Linked DNA regions of Oryctolagus cuniculus: region 2 is linked to region 1. Evidence: chromatin contacts called from public Hi-C data. All regions are on one chromosome and are shown on one strand. Each heading gives the region's core, a stretch centred on a gene start, on an enhancer-like site or on the middle of the called end of the contact. The rest is flanking DNA. Distances are from core to core; before and after follow the strand shown. Region 1 overlaps EBF1 (EBF transcription factor 1). Region 2 overlaps EBF1 (EBF transcription factor 1).

What was found. A called contact is a pair of places that touch in the nucleus more often than the background predicts.
Region 2: a contact with region 1 is called in a Hi-C map of an unstated tissue, with 2.1 times the contacts expected there. The contact joins two enhancer-like sites. A contact is called at or near these places in 2 of 6 Hi-C or Micro-C datasets (skin fibroblasts and an unstated tissue).

The regions. Positions count from the first base shown.
Region 1 is chr6:45,603,765-45,607,198 of mOryCun1.1, reverse strand. It overlaps EBF1 (EBF transcription factor 1), which reads left to right. Exons shown (of 16, transcript XM_008255335.4): 16 at 2,416-3,434. The coding sequence ends at 2,447. Among named protein-coding and RNA genes, the nearest start is that of EBF1, 410 kb to the left of the region's middle. Within about 2 kb of position 1,303, at least 2 of the 8 cell types and tissues checked have an H3K27ac peak or open chromatin away from gene starts, as enhancers often do.
Region 2 is chr6:45,784,961-45,788,502 of mOryCun1.1, reverse strand. All of the region lies in intron 6 of EBF1 (EBF transcription factor 1), which reads left to right. Among named protein-coding and RNA genes, the nearest start is that of EBF1, 230 kb to the left of the region's middle. Within about 2 kb of position 1,797, at least 1 of the 8 cell types and tissues checked has an H3K27ac peak or open chromatin away from gene starts, as enhancers often do.

The sequences.
Region 1 (3,434 bases), core at 54-2,553:
AGATGGTACTGGCTACATCACCTCCATCCCCACTCGGAGGCTTTGCTCACTCCCTTCCCAGCCAGGGCCCCTGGGGTGCTGCAGTTGGAACCCCTAGAGTCTGGGTTAAGAAGTGCTCTTAGCTACCGACTGCCACCTAAAATAGCTTTGTTTCAGAACTTTAAATATGGTCCTAAGTGGCGGTTTCATCTGACAGATCTAGCACATTCCTTATAAGATCTTAGCAGTGTTTGGGTACCTAAACAAAAAATCTAGCCACCCAATGGGATGTTTTTAGGGCCCAGCTATAAATACTGGCCGGACCTATTGACCATATTAGCAGTGTCAGCTCTCTGCTTTACTGTGAGTCATACTGACATTGCCTAAGCTTATCTGGCTATACTGTGAGGGACTTTTCTTGAATTTTCTTGTAGAAGTCACAAGTAGACTTGCCTCTTTGGCCATGGGCTTAAAACTGCCGCAATCTTTAGTAAGGGTACCTGGACCCCATTCCAGCCGGAATAAAAATGTCCTTGAAGAGGCAGGGCCCTGCTGAGCAGTCACACTGCAAAGACCCCTCCCCTCCCCCCTTGCCTTTTGCGTCACCACGTCTTCAATGCTCAAGTTCAGACTTGGATTAAAATACAGAGCTCCTGGCTTTAGTCAGATCTAGGGTTCATTTGATTCTTGGGGGGACTGCATTTTGTTCTGATCTCAAATCTTTCAGGGGGTTTAAGTTGGTCTGCATTTGGCAAAAGACAACTTCCTGTTTCTAAGAAAAAAAGGCTTATGAGGGCTTACAAAAAGGACTCCAGGAGCTTTTGGCCTGCAAAGGGGCTCTTGCAAAACAACATTTGGATGATTTACGTGTAAATGAATCAGAAACATGTGGATTGAATTTCCTTGTGAATACAGATGGGTTTAAAAATTAACGGAAAAAGTGTTTGGCAAAATACTTTTTGGTGTTTGTTCTAATTGAATCTAAAACGTCAGGGCGTGTGGTGGCCTCAGGGTGCAGAGCCCCCACCTCCTGGCCTCCCTGTGTCCCCTGCAGGATTTGTAGTAGTGGGGTTCACTTAAACAGACCCATTCCTCTAGACAGGATCGTTAGTAAATGAAGAGGGCCACTTCCTAAACACAGTCATCACTGACAAGAACATTAATTGAAGTTTAGGACTGCCAGTAACAAGAAGGCAGGAAGTTTTCCCTGCTTGACAGGACGCTGGGCCATTCTGGTGAGTCCAATATGGCTGCTTCCCGATTGTAATGTAAGAATCTCTCTCCCCTTGATGTAGTTCAGAGTTGCCGCTTGCTCCACCTTCACAGTCTTATCGATATCCCAGACTTCCCCACAGCCTTGTGTGAAATGTGCCTGTTGGGTATAAGAGAAAAGAGAGGCCCAGAGAAGTTAAACACTTAACACAAGGTCACACAGCTAGTTTAACAGCACAAGTGATATGCAGCTAACTCCTACCAGGAACCTAAGCAAAGGACTTCACATATTTGTTATTTTATTTAAATTTCCAACAACCTTAAACCAAGTGAATAACTGCATTATCTAGCCAAGGAGATTGAAGTTTAAGGATCCGAGTGGCTATGGCCCAGGGAAAACCAGAGGTGGGAAGGCTGACCTATCTGACTCTCTTCTCTCCATATACCAGTAGGTTTAGCGGCCTAAGTCTGAACCCTTCAAAGAGCCGTCCTGTTTCCCAGGATCTCACTCTAGTTTTCCTAGGCTACAATTTTCTAGGAAGCATAGTCAGAACATTCCAGAAACCAGGAGCAAAGCAGCGGTGAAGACCTTCCGCAGCTTCATGCCAACTTGTCTCCCCCTCCCGCTCTGAGCTTTCCCCCAACTCCACATTCCCAGTGAGCAGGCCTGCCGTAGTAGCGGCTGTGTTTCCTGCAGCCTGAGGGCTGATGCGAAGGCATTCAGAAGGCTGCCCTGTGGCTCCATTTTTGTGCACAGCAAAGTCGTAGGTGGTGGTGGTGGTGGTGTTATTGTTGCTTTTAGAAAATTACTGGCAAATGGGATGGACCAATTTATATTCTGGATGTGAAGTCAGGGCCGGGAGGTGATGTGGGTAAGAGGGACAGATTGAAAATTTTCACTGTTTTGCAAGGTTTGGGGCTGTAACTTTCCCAATGGTATTCAAACTATTTAACTTTCCAGTCATGTTTTTAAATTGCAATCAGATTTGGAGTGATGCTTAGGCTATTCTGTTCTGATGGAGATACATACGCATGCTGATATACTATAATATTTAATACAGTACATATATGTATTATAACAAAAACTTACTCCAGAGATGATGAGAGCACGTGTGTGGGTAATATTCAATCAATGTAGATGTGTATGCATGCTTTTTATTTTTTTTTCCCCTCAGTGAGAAGTTTGAATGCTAAGCCATTGACTTCTGTCTTCTCTTTCCATAGCGATATCTGGCATGATTGTTCCTCCCATGTGAAAGGATTGCCTTGAAGAATTTTATTAATGAAGAGGTTGGATTCTGCTACAGAGAGTAATCTGATACAAGTCCCAGAGTGGAACTTTTAACTCAGGCCTTTTTAAGAGGAATCACAATAACTGCAGATTTTTAAACAAACAAAAATCACCGACCTTGCAAATACTGAAATTGGAAGGAATCTGCCAGTGCAGGGTGTTGGTTAAAGTTGTACCTCCCGAGTGTTTGGGGGATATATTTATTCTGTACTGATAAAAGCAAATCCACTTTTTCTTTTTTTTTTTTTTTTAAAGCTTAACTCTGCAATCATTTGTCTTTTATAAACCGTAAAGCTATATACAAGGGACACTATAAATAAGACTCCATGTTTTAATTTATGATGTTTTTAAAGCTGTGTAAAGGGAGAATGAACTGGTGATATTTACAAAAAAGTTTGAAAAAAGAAAAAAAAAGCTTGTATGGGACAGAATAGGAATGCCAGTTAGATTTTTTAGAAAACTAAGGGTCGGCTTTTGCGCCTTAAAGCATATCAAATGGTAGTTAGCTCAGACCGTGCATTCGCAGTATCTAACTTCATCTGCCATCCCTTAGCAGTGCAAGCCTGTTTATTTATCTCTTTTATATTGTTGTCTTAAGTGACTGTGTATATAAATGCAGCCTGGAAAGTGAAAAAGCGATGTCAGTGATCACATTTTTCCCTTCTACTCAAAAAATCCAGTGCCTCTAGACAGATCATTCAAACTGCATATTTAAACCTGATATCCTTCCTTCTCTCTCTGACTTACGTCAGCCCCTTTCAAAGCCGCCGGCCTCTGAGAGCTCAGAGGCGCGCGGACTACGTGAGAATCTCTTTTGAGACTCCACAGAACAGGGTCCAGGCACAGAATTCCACACTCGGCCCTCCAGTTCCCAAGCCAAACTCGCACTTACACTGTACCAGCCTCACTGCTGACTTCACACCAAGATTCCAAAAGTTGACTAAAGCACCGT
Region 2 (3,542 bases), core at 548-3,047, 180 kb before region 1:
CTGGGCTCCAGTTTCCTCACTGAAAAGTGAAGGCATAAGTAATATAGACACCTACATTATCTGGTTGTGGGGATTCAATGAAATAATGAATTAAATGACATAAAACATTTATTCAAAAACTATTTTCTATTAATGTTATGTAGAAGTTATAGTACCAGAAAGTAGTACCCAAATTGGAGATATTCTCTCAGAGAAATGGGGGCTGGCTTTACTTTTGAGTGTCTATAGTTAGAAGTCACTCCAATATGGCGAAAAAACCTCCCTCATCCCCAGACCAATTTCTCATGCCCCTCTCCTCTCCTCTCCTCTCCTCTCCTCTCCTCTCCTCTCCTCTCCTCTCCTCTCCTCTCCTCTCCTCTCCTCTCCTCTCCTCCTCTCCCCTCTCCTCTCCTCTCCTCCCCTCCCCTCCCCTCTCTTCCCATCCCTTCCCCTCCCCTCCCCTCTCCTTTCCTCTCCTCTCCTCCCCTCCCCTCCCCTCTCTTCCCCTCCCTTCCCCTCCCCTCCTCCCCTCTCCTCCCCTCTCCCCTCCTCCCCTCTCCTCCCCTCTCCTCTCCTCTCCTCTCTCCATGTTCCCCTCCCCTTGCCTCGCCCCCTGTCCTGATAGTTTTATGCATCTTTCACCACCCAAAAGTAGGTCACTAGTCTCATTGCAGTTAGCTAAATAATTGTAGGTGATTTATTGTTAGTGAAAATACTTTTGGATTCTGTATTTGCATATTCAGTTTGTTATTATTTTCTGGGTTGTCTTCTGCTTGCAAATTGATTTAAGCTTTCCCATGAGCAGTCCAAGATATGGATGAGAGAACCTGACAGAATCACACTTGATCTGTGCTCCGTGTGGCAGCAACATGAGGTTATATTCTTTTCCATTGTCAGTTGGGAGCTGGCATTTGTGTTCTATTTCTTGCTGGTTTTACAGGCACCGGAAGCCATTACTTCCATTGCAAGATATGGTACACGGAAACGACTTCTTTCCTAATTATTCTAATGAGGCTTCCTGAACATTGTTGGAAAGAGAAGCCATGGAAAATGTGCATCGTCACAAAACTTAGTACTGCCCACAAACCACTGGGTCTAAAGAGGGTTTCAAAATACAATGCCAATTGGAAAGGGCTTGTGTGTATGTGTCTGTGTGTTTGTAGTATTTCATCATAAATTAGTGTCAAAACTCAGCGTTGCCAAAAAGTCTCATTAAAGGGAAAACAGTCTAATAGGAATGAAATAATTTAGTCTCTACTTTTTATGAAGCAATAATATTTTTGAACAGTCAGCTGAATGCTGCCTAAGTTGCCTGGGTGCCTATGGGTCTCAGAAAGTTCTTCCATGGAGATAAATAAGCTGTCAATTCATGATGAAGAAAATCATACGCACGGTGTTGATCTTGGCTGGGTTGCCTGTACAAGTATGAGAGAAATTTTTGCTGAGATGTAGCACAGCCCATGTGTTAGCAGTTAGCACTCCAGTGCCACACTGAGCCCCTGCTAGCCTTTTCAAAAGATAAACATGGTTGTCAAAATAAGGAAAAGAAAAGATTAACCCCTTCAGGTGCATGTAAATAATACATGACACTCTGGCTCCCTAGTGTATACACGAAGAAAAGAAGTCATGGTGCTAAGAGTGGTTTTTATCCAGTTACCCTGGTCGCCTTTTCTAAATACCTTCACAAGCTTGGGCTTGGAACTGTAGATGGAGACTGAAGCAAATCTGGGTGCAGTGGGAAGGGAGCTGGTGGAGGTAGAGGCTTTAAGGAAATGAGTGCCAAAAGCCAATTCCTTTACTTACTCCCTTACACTTTTACAGTATAGCAAGCTGTTTCTCTGACTCTGTGGTCTAAAGCCATGCATAATTTGGAGTGAGCATCTAAAAGCAAACAGTAAACAGGATAATTTTGCTTATACCAGGGTAGTACAGTAAAAAGACCTGCATGGGTATCCCGCTGTTAGGAAAATCCAGCACTGGGCAAGAGCAGAGGCAGAAGGAGAATCATGATATTTTTAATTTCTTTTGTACCAATAAAATCAAAAGGGGGCTATCAAAGCAACACTAGTATGCCATTCACCTGCCATGGTAGGTGGCATATCCTTTGGTTGCCTTGAGATTTATAGATTTTAAAGCTTTTTGTTTTTTTTTTTGTGATTTCCATATCCAACATGAGGGGCTTGGCTGGTGGAACAGTGGACCAGAGCGTCTTAAACTGAACAATAGGGCAATGCCAAACATCTTATGGAAAGATACAGCTTTTCCTGAAGCTTGGAGGGTATAGTTGCAAGAGCTTTCCTTTTTTTCTTTGCCCTCAGATCAGAGGTCCTACAAGGCAGCAGGGAAAGTAAGATGGAAAACATCTGTGTATCTTACCTAGGAGGTCTTCAGTAAAAGACAGTGGCTCTATGTCACAAAAGTGTCTAATAGACAAGCCACAAAGAACTCTTATGGAGCTTTCTGTAGAGGACAGTAGACAGTAGACAGGAAGCAATCTGGGATTAAAGGTAGGAGACATACTGACTTCCTTAAGCTCCAGTTTCCTCCTTATTAATGGGGCAATAATAACAACTACATTATTAGAGACACTGGGAGACTAAAAGAGACAGTGCCTACAAAGTAGGATGCCTGCCTGATTGCAAGCTCACCATAAGTACTTGAAGCTGTTGCTGATTTTTATCCTTGCTAGTATAATTACATCCTATCTTATATTACTATTGGCCCTGGCATTTCAACTAGTCATACATGATATTGAATATATCATGGAACTTCTTTTAGCTTTAAGTTTTCCTCATTCCCCAAACAAAGCAATTGGACCACTAGCTAAGTTTTATTTCTTCCTCTAAGATTCTGAGGTCCTAAGTTTCTTTTTGTTGTAATTGAGTAAAAATGCACCTATTCATCCCCAAAGGGTCATAAATTTAAAGTTCTTGTGTAAAGGAACCTGAAAAGTTTAGATCATAATTAAGAAAGTGATTTATGATAAAATTGACTCTATCAAGGTGATGGAGTTTTCTCTAACCACATGGATATTATGTGAGTATATCTAGATAAGTGACAGATGAAAAAGATACATACTAATCTCTGTAAAATCCAGATGAATATTAACCCTTATTCAAATAGTATAAATAAATGGCTCAGGGAAATCAAGACATGAATTCATATTATTTCATTTTTTTCAACTGTGCACATCCTTTGGTTGTAGAAGCAGCTCAGGACTTAGAGCATTGCTCATTTCCTAGTAGAGGGTGGCATCTGGGCTACTCCTTTAAATATAGTAGCTTGTTTGTTCAGGCTTATGTCTCAGCAATATTTGTTTTGTCTCATAAATGTACTGAAAGCAGGGATTACAGGTATTCCTTCAGGAATAATTAGAAATAAAAGCTTATTTATACCAGGGAAGTTTTCAAGTAGGATGTGTTCTTGCTTGAATCGTAAGGAAGTGACACACGTTTCAGTTTCAATTTTGTTGCTTTGGAACTCTGCACTTTTTCTAGAGTCCATTTGGAGAGGTTAAAAAAATCAATTGGAATTTTCTGCATAAGTTCAGGTTAAAAGTGGCT